Regions from separate parts of the Mus musculus genome. Here region 2 is linked to region 1. Evidence: chromatin contacts called from public HiChIP or PLAC-seq data. All regions are on one chromosome and are shown on one strand. The core of a region is the stretch at or near the end of the contact, and the rest is flanking DNA. Distances in the headings are between cores, read along the strand shown. Region 1 overlaps Slc44a3 (solute carrier family 44, member 3). Region 2 overlaps Abcd3 (ATP-binding cassette, sub-family D (ALD), member 3).

Evidence for each region. HiChIP or PLAC-seq counts read pairs in DNA pulled down with a chosen protein or histone mark.
Region 2: an H3K4me3 HiChIP or PLAC-seq map of embryonic basal ganglia shows a contact between it and region 1, with 3 times the contacts expected there. The contact joins two enhancer-like sites. A contact is called at or near these places in 1 of 39 promoter capture datasets (the HPC-7 cell line) and 2 of 115 datasets of contacts at active chromatin or transcription factors (embryonic basal ganglia and embryonic stem cells).

The regions. Positions count from the first base shown.
Region 1 is chr3:121,486,134-121,492,611 of GRCm38.p6, forward strand. It overlaps Slc44a3 (solute carrier family 44, member 3), which reads right to left. Exons shown (of 15, transcript NM_145394.3): 11 at 4,065-4,221; 12 at 129-215. Among named protein-coding and RNA genes, the nearest start is that of Gm38684, 42 kb to the right of the region's middle. Within about 2 kb of position 3,473, at least 62 of the 459 cell types and tissues checked have an H3K27ac peak or open chromatin away from gene starts, as enhancers often do. A contact at or near this core is called in embryonic basal ganglia, where this site is marked.
Region 2 is chr3:121,787,082-121,793,559 of GRCm38.p6, forward strand. Abcd3 (ATP-binding cassette, sub-family D (ALD), member 3) reads right to left here. Exons shown (of 23, transcript NM_008991.3): 3 at 5,723-5,821; 4 at 4,653-4,741. Among named protein-coding and RNA genes, the nearest start is that of Abcd3, 25 kb to the right of the region's middle. Within about 2 kb of position 3,525, at least 42 of the 459 cell types and tissues checked have an H3K27ac peak or open chromatin away from gene starts, as enhancers often do. A contact at or near this core is called in embryonic basal ganglia, where this site is marked.

The DNA.
Region 1 (6,478 bases), core at 2,223-4,722:
GCTGAAATAATTACACAACCCACCCTGGAAAATGAGCTGATCTAAGCAATAGAAGCCACCCTCGGACCTCCACTACCCCCTCCCCATACTCCATACCCCCCCCCCCCAGACAAAGGGAAGGCACATACCTGGTTGAGATGGTACAGATATTTAAGGAGACACCAAAGCCCACAGTGGCTGCATCTGAATTCACCTCTTGACCAAGCACTGCGCTGCTGAGCTCAGTCAGGTCCAGGCACATAGAGAGAAGACAGAGAGGGTAAGCAGAGGTAAGAAAGAGGAGGACTGCTTCCATTTGTGGGTCTATGTATGGGTAAATGTGTGTGGGGATACGGGTGACTGGGTGCAGGGTGGGTGCAGTATGGGCGGCAGGGTGCCGGATAAGATGGGGTAGAGTAGGGGATTCCTAGAGCACTTCTCACTCTCTCACTCTTTTTTTTTTTTTAAGATTTATTTTATTTTATGTATGTGAGTACACTGTAGCTGTACAGATGGTTGTGAGCCTTCATGTGGTTGTTGGGAATTGAATTTTTAGGACCTCTGCTTGCTCCGGTCAGTCCCTCTCACTCAGTCCCTGCTTGCTCCGGCCCAAAGATTTATTATTATACATAAGTACACCGTAGCTGACGTCAGACGCATCAGAAGAGGACATCAGATCTTATTATGAATGGTTGTGAGCCACCATGTGGTTGCTGGGAATTGAACTCAGGACCTTTGGAAGAGCAGTCAGTGCTCTTACCCACTGAGCCATCTTGCCAGCCCCACTGTCTCAATCTCATGCAAGCAACTGGACTAATTGCTATCACTGCAGGTGAGCTAAGCTTTATGCAGGCTTTTGGTGTGTTCAGTTAACTTCCACAGAAAGGGAAACGGGTTAACTGGTATTCAACAACAGAAGAAATTCTTATCTTCTCTTTTCTCTTCATCTGTCTCTAAGTGTGTCAAATGTCAAATGGTATTCACAGTGTGTGTGTGTGTGTGTGTGTGTGTGTGTGTGTGTGTGTGTGTGTGTTTTGAGGACGGAGTTTCTGATAGCCTAAGCTGGCCTTAAATTTACTATGTAGCTAAGGCTAACCTTGAACTCCTCCTGTGTCTTCTGCTTCTGCCTCCCAAATGTAGGTATTTTAGTTATGGACCACAATGCCTGGCTACATTATTTTATTTTATTTTGGAGACAAAGGTGCTGTTGTATGGCAAGACCAGTCCTGAGCTCTCAAGTCTCTTGCTAGCCTCTGGGGGTGAGACCATGAGTATGTGCCCCCATGCCTTGAACACTTTGATTTTTTTAAATTCAAGTTTGCAAATTATTTGTCACCAACAAGAAATCAGAATCATATATTATAGATACTAGTCATGTGCCCACACAAATAATCACGATTAATGTTGGGGAAAATTAAGTCCTATAGTGAAGTTTTCAGACTAAATTTCAGAGTCAATCAATCTTCTGAAATCTAATTTGAGTGTGTAGCTTGAGAATGAATTAGCTGGGGAAGGGATGGCTCACTAAGTTCTATTTACTTCTATTGTTAAAAAACAAAAAGAAAGAAAGAAAAAATCCCAGGCTGGAGAGCTGGCTTAGGAGGCAAAAACGCTCAACACCACACCTGAGCTGAATTCCCAGGACCCACAGCTCCTTTCCCCAGAGGTAGGTAGGTAGATAGATAGATAGAAGTTGTTGTTGTTGTTGTTGTTGTTGAAACAGGGTTTCTCTGTGTAGCCCTGGCTGTGCTGGAACTCAATCTATAGACCAGGCTGGCCTTGAACCCAGAAATCCACCTGCCTCTGTCTCTAGATAGAATTTTTGAAGATGTAAAAATAAAAACTGAATGAACTAGCTAAGCAAGGGTTGGTTGCCATGTCTCATCTACTATCCAGAGTTAAAACAAAACAAAACACCCAAAACAGCTAACAATTCTCAACTAGCCTACTCTGTCTTTTTTTTGGAGTGGGGGGGTTGAGACAGGGTTTCTCTGTGTATCTCTGACTGTCTGGAACTCACTCTGTAGACCAGGCTGGCCTCGAACTCAGAAATCCACCTGCCTCTGCCTCCCAAGTACTGGGAATAAAGGTGTGCGCCACCACTGCCCGACCTATCCTACTCAGTCTTATAGACATTTTTTATCCCAGTGTTAATTCAACTGGATGAAACTTGAGGTGGACAGATTTTACCTTGGCAGCAACTGTGTATGAGACTATTTAACACAGGAGAGATCACGGGCGAGGCTGTGAGAGATGCTGATGCTATAGACACAGTGCAGAGCTAGAAGGATGCTAAAACACCTATGAGAGGTCATATTTTATCTCAGTGACATCACTGCGTGGGTATTTGGCTGCTTTGAACAATGGGGAATCTGGGAAGTGATGAACAGCCCTTTAAATCTGGGTCAGCAAGATCTCTGTCTCCCACAGATTTCCTTTTGGGTTTATGGAGGCTGTTTTCCCAAAGGACTTAAGATACCTTGCCCAGTAGGGGACAGCAATCTCTCAGTTGTTCATTGATTTATGATTACCAATGACTAATTCACATGTTAAAGAAATGAATATAGGCTTTATTAAATATATGTATTAGTGGTCAATATATTAGTACATATACACATCATAAATATATATTAGTAAAATATATATTTAGATGTGTGCTACATCTGTACAAAATACTTACCTGACATGAGTATATTTAAGATAAAAATAAAATGTGATTCTGTACTACAAGAAGCCCTTCACTGGGACTGGAGAGATGGCTCAGTGGTTAAGAACACTGCTCTTGCAGAGGACCCAGGTTTGACTCCCAGAATGCACATGGTGGCTCAGAACCATCTGTAACTTTAGTTCCAGAGGATCTGATGTTATTCTGGCACATATGCTCAAGCAGGTTCACACATATACACATAAATAAAATAAATAAACCTTAGGAAGGACAGACAGAAGGAAGGAAGAAAGGAAGGAAGGAAGGAAGGAAGGAAGGAAGGAAGGAAGGAAGGACCTCTCTTTTAGGTTTGCAAAGGCTCTAGTAGCTTACTTAGATTTGCACTGGGTCAGGTAAAACTGTCTCTTTAAGTCTTCAAAATGCAGCCAGGCCAGGCCTGAATAGGAACCACAGGAAAATATTTCATAGTCAGCTGCTCAACACAGTAAGATAAGGGAGCCAGCGTGCAGTTCAACTCATTATTCCTAATTGATATGCTAGGCTGAAATCTTGATTGTGGACTTTAAAATATCGGCAATTTAGATTTCTGTTCTTAAAAACAAGCACAATTAATTGTAAACAAGGTGAGCCAGCATAAAACTTCCCCATTTATTAAGGTCCTGTAACTATACCCAGAGGGCTGGAATCAGGTAGGTTGGTGAATTTCAGAGCAGGTCACAAACCCCCAAGGTGGGAACAGAGGCGGAGAAGGATTAGCATTGTGTGAGTCCAGGAAAGTTGGGGAAAGTCCAAGCCTCCCTTGTGTGGCAGCTTAGAGACGCCATGAGAACAGCTGTTTTCCTGGTGTTCTGGTTTCCACTGGCTTTCATAACTAAATGCGCATGGAAATAGAACCCGAGGAGGAGAAAACGCCGAGCACAAAAGCCCTACAGTTTTCTGTCCTTTGAGCTGAAATGTAGGTCAGCGTGTTCATTTCTCACTCTCAAGTGTGTGTGAGTGTGGACACACGCGCACAAGTGTCTGTGAAGGTGAGAACACACTCGAACACACACACACACACACACACACACACACACACACACACACTTCTCTCCTGGCTCACACCAATCACTTCCCATGGCATCCTCTGGAAACACAGCAGGCAGGGAGTATGTTGGCATCAAAACAGAGCCACTATTATTCCTACTTCGTAATGTATCTTACTTACAAACAAGCACAAGAAGGAGGCACAAACATTAGCTGAAATTGCTCTATAAGGATTCAAGCATTTGCTCTGCGTTTTGATTAGAACTGCAGCTAACAGGCAACTCCTCCTTCCTCAGCCAGGACAAAAGCAGAGCTTGGGAAGTAGGTCTGAGTTCCTGAGTGGGGACCTTAAATTTCCAATCCTTAGCTCGTTGGCTTGAGGGGGCTGTCTTACCGGCTCTTTCAGAGTGCTATAAATACACATGAAAATGACTCTTGGGATCCTTGTCACAGTGAGTAAAAATGACCCTTTCACCGCAGTTCCTTGATGGTAGCAGAAAAGTACGAAGAGAGACGAAAGGATTGGACGGGCAGGAGGGTCATTTTGATTCCTGGGAACAGAGGAAAAGAACATTCAAAACTCACTGTGTAAAATGTAACCAGAAGGTCCTCTCTGGTTCAGATCCTCATTGGCGTTAGCAACCTGTAAAGTGGTGGCCCAGGAAGTACTTTATCTTCTTTGGTAGCCAAGGTTACCTTACATCTTGGACTAACTCACTTTTTGGGGAGGCCCCCCAAAATGTGTAAAACAAAAATACAAAACAGAAAAAAATATCAGTGAGCTAATTTATATATATGTGTATGTGTGTGTGTGTCTGGGTGTGTGTGTGTGTATGTGTGTGTGTGTGTGTGTCTGTCTGGGTGTGTGTGTATGTGTCTGGGTGTGTGTGTGTCTGTGTGTGTGTGTGTGTGTGTCTGGGTGTGTGTGTTTCTTTAATAGTTCTTGATCCTTCCATCTGCCCTTCTGGTTGTCTGTTGACATTATTTTTCTTTGCAATAGATTAAGTCTGTCTTGTGTTCACCGTTTAAACAACCGAGGGATATGTGTAATTACTGCCAGTATTAACTTGGCGATGATAGCCATCCTCTAAGTCACATGATCAGGACCCAGGCCAGCAGAGGTAACCAAGAGCTATGGTTTTTGAAGGGAAGAAACAACAAAGTTGGGCCATTTAGCTCTACACAGCTTTGAGTTCCCTTAAACCAGCTGATTTCTTCTCCGTTCCTTAAAGGTCATTTAAGTGTGAATCATTTACTGGTCTTGTAATGACAGAGCTCTGAAGAATGAGTGCAAGTCAGCTTCTCAGAGCAAGAAAGGGGAAGAAAGACCAGAATGGGAGCAGCCCTCCCTCTCCCTCAAACCTGAAATCGAAAAGAAAGGAGAGATGACATCATCCTTCTGCTGACCTTCCTCTCGCGACCCTGAGTTCCCAGGGACATCATTCTAGAAAAGGAGGCCGGGTTCCCAGAAGCAACTTCAGGGCTCCAAGTGAAGCTTGCTTTCTTTAGAAAAGATTCCTCTACCACTGCCTGGGTCTGCTAAGTTGCTAGGAATGAGGGTTTTGACAGTGGCCTGGGAGTCTGAGGGAGGAGGAGGCCCACAGGCAGCAAGGTTTCCAGAGTTGGTATCCGCTGCAGTTTGCTCTTAAGTCCTCCAGGAAGAGAAAGGGGACATGGCAGCAATACTGGGGTAGAACCCGGCTGCCTACTCAACTGCTGTGTGTTTCAAGGTGGCTCACTTGGTAGAGTACCTGCCTAGCATGCACAGAGCCTGGGATTCAATCTCCAGCTATGTATGACGCCCCCCCCCCCCCCCAGTGGTGGTGTTATCTACAATTCCAGCACTCAGGAGGAGGTAGAGGTAGTGGCAGGAGGATCAAAAGTTTAATATTGGGGGCTGGAGAGATGGCTCAGCGGGTAAGAGCACTGACTGCTCTTCCAAAGATCCTGAGTTCAAATCCCAGCAACCACATGGTGGCTCACAACCATCCTTAATAAAATCTGACACCCTCTTCTGGTGCTGTCTTAAGACAGCTACAGTGTTCTTAGATATAATAATAAATAAATCTCTTTCTTTAAAGGTTTAATATCATTCTCTTCTATACAGTGAATTTGAAGGCAGCCTAGACTACAGTAGATCCTGGCGGTGGGGGGTGGCGGTAGCAGTGGGGGTCGGGGTGGAAATCTATTTTGTCATTTTGATTTGATGCTGGAAGAGTAGGCCAGGAAATTCTGACACATTTTCCCGTCTCCTCTTTCTTTTTCCTTTGGTTTACTTTTCCATTGAGATTTATAAGCTTTAGATGCTTACGAGAGCAAGATGCTGAAGAGGACACCTGCTTCCCATCTGCCTAGGAAAGAAATGATTCACAGGCTGCTGTAAACGGGGCTGCTCCTCCAGGTACTGAAGTCTGGGTTCAGGTATCAGATTTCTGAGCGGGTTTCACGGCAGTGGGATAAATCATTTGGGACAGGGGAACTGGGGTCCCTGACTTCCCTCCCAAGTCACAAGGCTAAGCTCTGCAGGGCTTGTCTGCAGGAGGACACAGAGGTTTAGAAGCTGGGTTATCACATGATGAGAGAGGGAACTTTAAAAAAAAAAGGTCCTTTGAACCCAAGCCAAGAGTCACTCAATACCTGTTTTCAATCTAGAGACAGTCCTGCAAAGGAGAGACTAAGTTGAGTGTCTTTGAAGTCACCACCCTTTTCTATAGTCACCAGGGATACTACCTGCTATTTCTCTTCACTGCATAACTTACTAGAGCTAAAAGCTCTGTCTCCCTCACAGCCAGAAAAGTCTGCCTTTAG
Region 2 (6,478 bases), core at 2,275-4,774, 300 kb after region 1:
GCACCCACACAGCAGCTCACGACTGTGTAACTCTCTTCTAGCCTCCACAAGCACTAGGCATGCATATGGTGAACACACACTCATGCAAACAAAACCCATATACATAAAATAAAAATAAACTCTAATAAGAGTTTGAAAGCCATTATGATATGAGTATATTGCGCATATATATTAAAGAGAGCTTGTTTGAAGTGACCACACATCTTGTATGTGGTCACAGAATTTTCTTTTCAGAGAATTTTTATTAGTATTCCCGAATGTAATTTTATAACTATATATAAATATATTATAAATATCTATATATTGAGAGCATATATAATATTTATATTGAGAAACACTTCAGCAAACAACTTGTCTAGGTCTCCCAAATAGCTGACTGGTATATGATAAGGAAACAATTCATTTTTTTTTTTTTTATGATGGTGGAGGTGAGTAAATTTGGGGAAATCTGGATTAAACAAAGCTATCAAACATCTTTACCAAGGATCTTTTCAAAGATTTTAATATATAAAAATCAAAAGGGGCTTTAGAACATGCTCTATTTTCTTGGCAAAACTTAGGAATTGTTACCCTACACTAATGGGAAAAAATAAAATAAATAATTTTTCTTCAATTCTTGATGAAATAGAAATACTGGTCTTTAAAAAGCTGAACTACAAGGGAAAAATGGAACAGTACAAAGATATTGTTTATAGCAATGATTCTATCTTAAACAAGAAGTAATTAGGGTACTAAAAAAAAAAAGAAAAAAAAAGCTTGAAAGAAAAAAAAAAGCTTGTAAGTTTTAGTTAAAATTGATTCACACTACAGAAGAGCTTTAGCGTTGCCCAAGCTGTGAACCACTACACAGAACGTGTGGTGCTGCGCATGCCATCCACCCATCGCTTGCATGGTTTACCAATGGAGTAGCTGCTACAAACTTAAAAAATGATTCCTTGAATAAAGCCACACTTCTGCTTATTATTCCACTGCAAAAGAAAAGTAGTTAAGAAAGAATAATCAAGTTATTTTTATTCCCGAAGACTCGAGGACATTCATGAGAGATGGCTTGGCGCTCTAAAAGCAATGCTCATAACAAAGTAGACGACGATAAGCCCGTCTTTGTGGGTGGACAGAGCAGCCAGAGCGGAAGGATCCTCGTCCGTCCACACTGTGGCTTAACTAGCTTCATCCCTACAGATGAATGTGCCCACTCCACACACTTCTCAGCCATTACTAACAAATCAGCCTTAAATATGAAAAAATGAAATGCAGCACATTAATATCACTCACAAATCTCTTGGAACCCTAAGCCTACTTAGAAGGGCCAAAAAGAAAAAAACAAATTCATTCACAGTGTAACTCTAATATTGAGACAAAAAGTATTAATTTTTCAAATAAAATTGTCCTGCATTATTGTCCTGCAATACTTAAACATTTTTTAGCTAAGCAACTAGTAAGTAATTCGTATTTAACCAAGTGTCAAAGTCCCACATATGACTGAAGCTCAAAGCCTATAGTGCATAGGAAGTTGTTTTAGTTACTTCTTTACTTTCTAGTGTCATGAAGAGAAGCCATAACCAGAGAGGAAAACAGCAAAGATTACTGCGGCCTCAAAGCCCACTCTAAGTGAAAAATTATTAACATTTTAATTTAATTTTATTTAATTTTACACATAGGGTCTTGCAACAGAGTGCAGACTAGCCCCAACGTGCAGTCCCCCTGCCTCAGCCTCCACAAAGCTGGGATTACAGGTATATGCCATCACACACCACATCAACTCTAGAAAAATTGTTTTAAATAAAATAAAACTACAAGAAAACTTGTAGAAAAGAATTTTTTCAGTTTCAAAATTAAAATTTAAAACTGAATACTAGGCTAACAGAATTATAAATTGGCTTATGTCCATCATCATCAATTAGATTACAAACCACCTAGCCTTGGCAATTAATTTTCTATATTACTAAGTATGTAAAAAAAATTAATTCAATAAAAAAGAAATACCTAGTACATAAAAATTACTGAATTTATAATATCTGAAAAGAAAAATCTTTAAGAATGTAATTTTTCATTCTATTCCTTAAGAGATAAAGTAATATTCAATCCTGTACCATTCTTTATGTGATTCTATCCAAATAACATAATATTTGTAGTAGTCATAAACTGTATATTTTTACTACACACAAATACAGTATCATCTGTGAAAACTATAATAATTAGAGAGACAATATCAATTAAAATTATTGATAAAATTATCAAGGAAAAATATGAAGCTTTACAAATCATATGGAAGGTTAGAAATGTCTTCTGGTTTTATCTATCATACTAAGGCCTTAAATTACTTGGGCTTATAGCTTACATAAACAGAGCATGACCAAAAATATTATTGCACATGCACACATATGCATACACTTAAGGCTCCTATAGACAACCTTAGAATAGAATAGAAATCAACAAGCCTTAAGTGGTTTTTAAAGTCTTCACTTTTAAGTGTGAATTTACAGCCAAGAGTCTCAAGCTATTCCAAAAATCTTTTAACATGAACAAGGACTGTTAAGGACACAGAAATAATTCTAGGCACCAGTGACAAAACAAACAAAGTAACTAAGAAAAAAAGAATGGCTTCAGAAATTTTAAAAAACAAATCCTTAACTCTAATAAGGATCCTTAAAAAATGGTTCTTGGAAATAAAGTTAAATCAAAAATTCTCTGGAAAGTGTGGAGAAAATGTCTTGGTAATAGAATTAAAGTGTTAGACATGATAGGTGATTTCTAAACCTTGCTGCAAATTACAATCGCCTGATATCTCAAACAGTGACAGCTAATTAAGCCAGAACTCTTGAGTGAGGCCCAGACATCAGCAGTTCTTAAGATAGTCCTGAGGATTCTACAGCCTGCAGCCAAGCTGCAGAGTGACACGTCAGAGTCTAATGACAAGTGACTTTCAGTTGGAATGCATAAACACAGCTCGATTACCATTGAGTGTGAGAGAGACATTCTCAGATCCACAAGGGCTCAAAGTTTTACTTCCCCGTCTCAGAAAAAGACGGTATCTACCAAAATGAGAAAGTAAACAGGGAAAAATAACAGTAAAAGATTCAGTCATGGGCTGGAGAGATGGCTCAGTGGTTAAGAGCACTGACTGCTCTTCTGAAGGTCCTGAGTTCAAATCCCAGCAACCACATGGTGGCTCACAATCACCCATAATGAGATCTGACGCCCTTTTCCAGTATGTCTGAAGACAGCTACAGTGTACTTACAATAAATCTGAAAGAAAGAAAGAAAGAAAGAAAGAAAGAAAGAAAGAAAGAAAGAAAGAAAGAAAGAAAGGAAGAAAGGAAGAAAGGAAGAAAGGAAGAAAGAAAGAAAGAAGATTCAGGCATACAGGAAACTAGAGACACGGGATGGAATGAAAACAGGAATGCAAATTAAGTTGTAAAGTTTTGTGCAAGTGTGTGCTTGGCAATCTTAATTATATACACTGTGGAGATTTTACAGTCCTGTGAAAAACCTGGAGCTGAGTCAGACCAGTAGGCAAACAAAAGGCTGTCATTAATAAACAGCAGAACAAGCAAGACGCCGTGCACAGAGCAACTACAGAGCACAGCCTGTAGCTCAGCTCCAACAATACACAGTATCTCAAAACCAAGAAATCCTGACAACCAAACTGTAGAATGTCACCAAGGAGACAACCACAAATGACTTCTCTCCTTCCAAATCAGGGAACAAACACACTCCGAAGCCACTGAGCCTTCTAAAAGGATGCCCGTCCACTCAGAGAGATGTGTGTGGAATTTAAAAGCCTACACAGTTTACCCATACATTTTTACGTAGGGCTTTTATATTAAGCAAACGTCCTTTTTCACTTTCCTACACAAAAGAGTCAGAAATCACGGGCATGAAGCATGCTTCCTACGGATCAAGGATGTATAAATGAAAGGTTATTTTAAAAGATTACCAAAGTGTGGGTACATTAACCAAAAAGTTACCTTAGATTATTTATTTTAATACATATTTGATAAAACACGGAGTACTATGAAACAGAATTCCAATAAAAATGTTCACCTTATCATTCTTATTTTAATATAGTAAATTCATTAACGGAGAAATTAGTGTTTCAACAATCTGAAATATCCCAACTGCCATTTTTCAACTTTAAATCCAAAATTTTCAATTGTAGTGATTAAAATGTTAGAAACATAATAAAAACCATGAAAAAATTAACTTTAGAATCAGAAAAGTCTGGTTTTTTCTTTTAATACTGCTCACTCCATATGACTCACCAAATGTTTTGATATTTTCCTCCAAATTATCTTATTAATTTTAGACACTAATAGTTGCCTGCTCTTTAAGCTTTTGTAACAGCATCTGCTACACTGCACTTTCATTTTTGGTTATTTGTCTTCACCCCTTTACACGATGTAAGCTCAGCAAGGCCCGGTACAGAATGTCTGCTGTTCACTGGTATAGCTCCTTACCATCATGTCTCATGGTGCCTGACACAAGGGCCCAAACTGTTTATACAGATGAACAACACATAGCTGGACTTCAGTATATTTTACACACCTTCCCCTGTTTTGGTTTGGTTTGGTTTGGTTTTTTGCTTATAACAACAATGCTTAACTACAAGGCAAACTACTACTTCCCACAAGAGAAAGTGAATGAACAAGTACCTCTCAATGAGCGTCCCATTCTGAATCATCCAAACATCACAGTATGTTCGAGATACCAGCATAACCGCAATAAGTAACAAGTAGCCTGTCTAAAACAAACCAGGCAGAGTAAACCAAATGCATTGCAGAATGTTAAAAGAAACAGTAACTTGGTGAAGCTCTTGGTCAAATCTCAGAGTTCTATTCTAACTATTCATTTACATCCTATGTATATTTTATCTATAATAAATTTTAACAGAGCTTAAAGGGAACTAAAAATTATAACAGATATGTTAAAGGCCCCATAGAGCATTTAACTAATGATCTCATTTAGAATTCAAAGGCAGGTCAAGTAATTCACAGTCAATGGCAAAAACTAGATAAGTAACTTAAGATTTTCTGGCTTGGTATGCTGTGATTTTCTTATTTATTTTTAATATGCTACTTTAATAAAGAACACTGGTAATGATTTCTACATTAACTAAACAACAAGCAATGGAGCTTTACATTTTATACAACCTGAGAAAATGAGGTTCAACGTGTTAAATAAAAAGTCTCTAATACTGTCCAGATTTTCTCAGTGCTTTCAACTTGAGTTTTTAAGGCAAAAGTTATACAAGAAAATAAACAAATTTAGCTAAGCAGAGCTCTGTGGAAGAGACAGGAAGGGAACGTCTAGAATAGCAAATGTAGGTGTGTCCTACAAACACATTAGACAAACCAAGGGAGACAGGAGAGGGCAAAGGCTAAGGGGAAAAGATCAAGGCCACATGAAGCATGCAGGTGCTGGTCCAACAGGCCCACATGATCAATAACTATCAGCCCACATAATCAATAACTATCAGCCCACATGATCAATAACTATCAGCCCACATAATCAATAATCAGCACTTCTACTGGGGAAAACGGGGCTAACAAGTGACGAGTGTGGGATGTCACATCATCAATACTGGTGATAACTTAGACACATATTTAACAGTCTTCTTTACCTGCACAAAAAACATCTTACCTGAATTGCTATGACTGCTCATTCTAAAAACTCATGAATATGGAAAGTCAGACATTTAGTATTATAATTTCTGAAGACTTACCTCTTTACAAAATGTTCTAGGAACCATAATTTTTAGGATCTGTGAGAGCCTTGATAAAAACACTTTGTCCACCACAGCTCGCTCTTTCTTTCCTTCTTTCTACATAGGGAGAGGGGAAAAAAAACTTTTTAAGATGATAGCTACAACAAACACAGTGTTTAAAGAGCTGAGTTTGGGCTGGTGAGATGGCTCAGTGGGTAAGAGCACCCGACTGCTCTTCCAAAGGTCCAGAGTTCAAATCCCAGCAACCACATGGTGGCTCACAACCATCCGTAACGAGATCTGACTCCCTCTTCTGGAGTGTCTGAAGACAGCTACAGTGTACTTACATATAATAAATAAATAAATCTTTAAAAAAAAAGAGCACTGACTGATCTTCCAGAGGTCCTAAATTCAAATCCCAGCAGCCATATGGTGGCTCACAGCCATCTGTAATGAGATCTGACGCCCTCTTCTGGTGTGTCTGAAGACAGCTAAAGTATACTCATAAACATAAAATAAATAAATAAATCTTTAAGAAAAAAAAATAAATAAAGAGCCGAGTTTAAGATAGCTGCAACAGTGATTATAGAATCACATCTAAGGGAACTGCGACAGACGCACAGTGGTCACGGGGCCACACTTCCTGTCACTGCAGACAACCATTAAGATGGACAGCTGGATTTATAGCACACACTTGAGCAGCTCTCCGTATTCAGATTCCAAGAAGACAGAATTACCTAACAGGAGAAAGAGAGAGGAGGTGTGCTCTCTGAG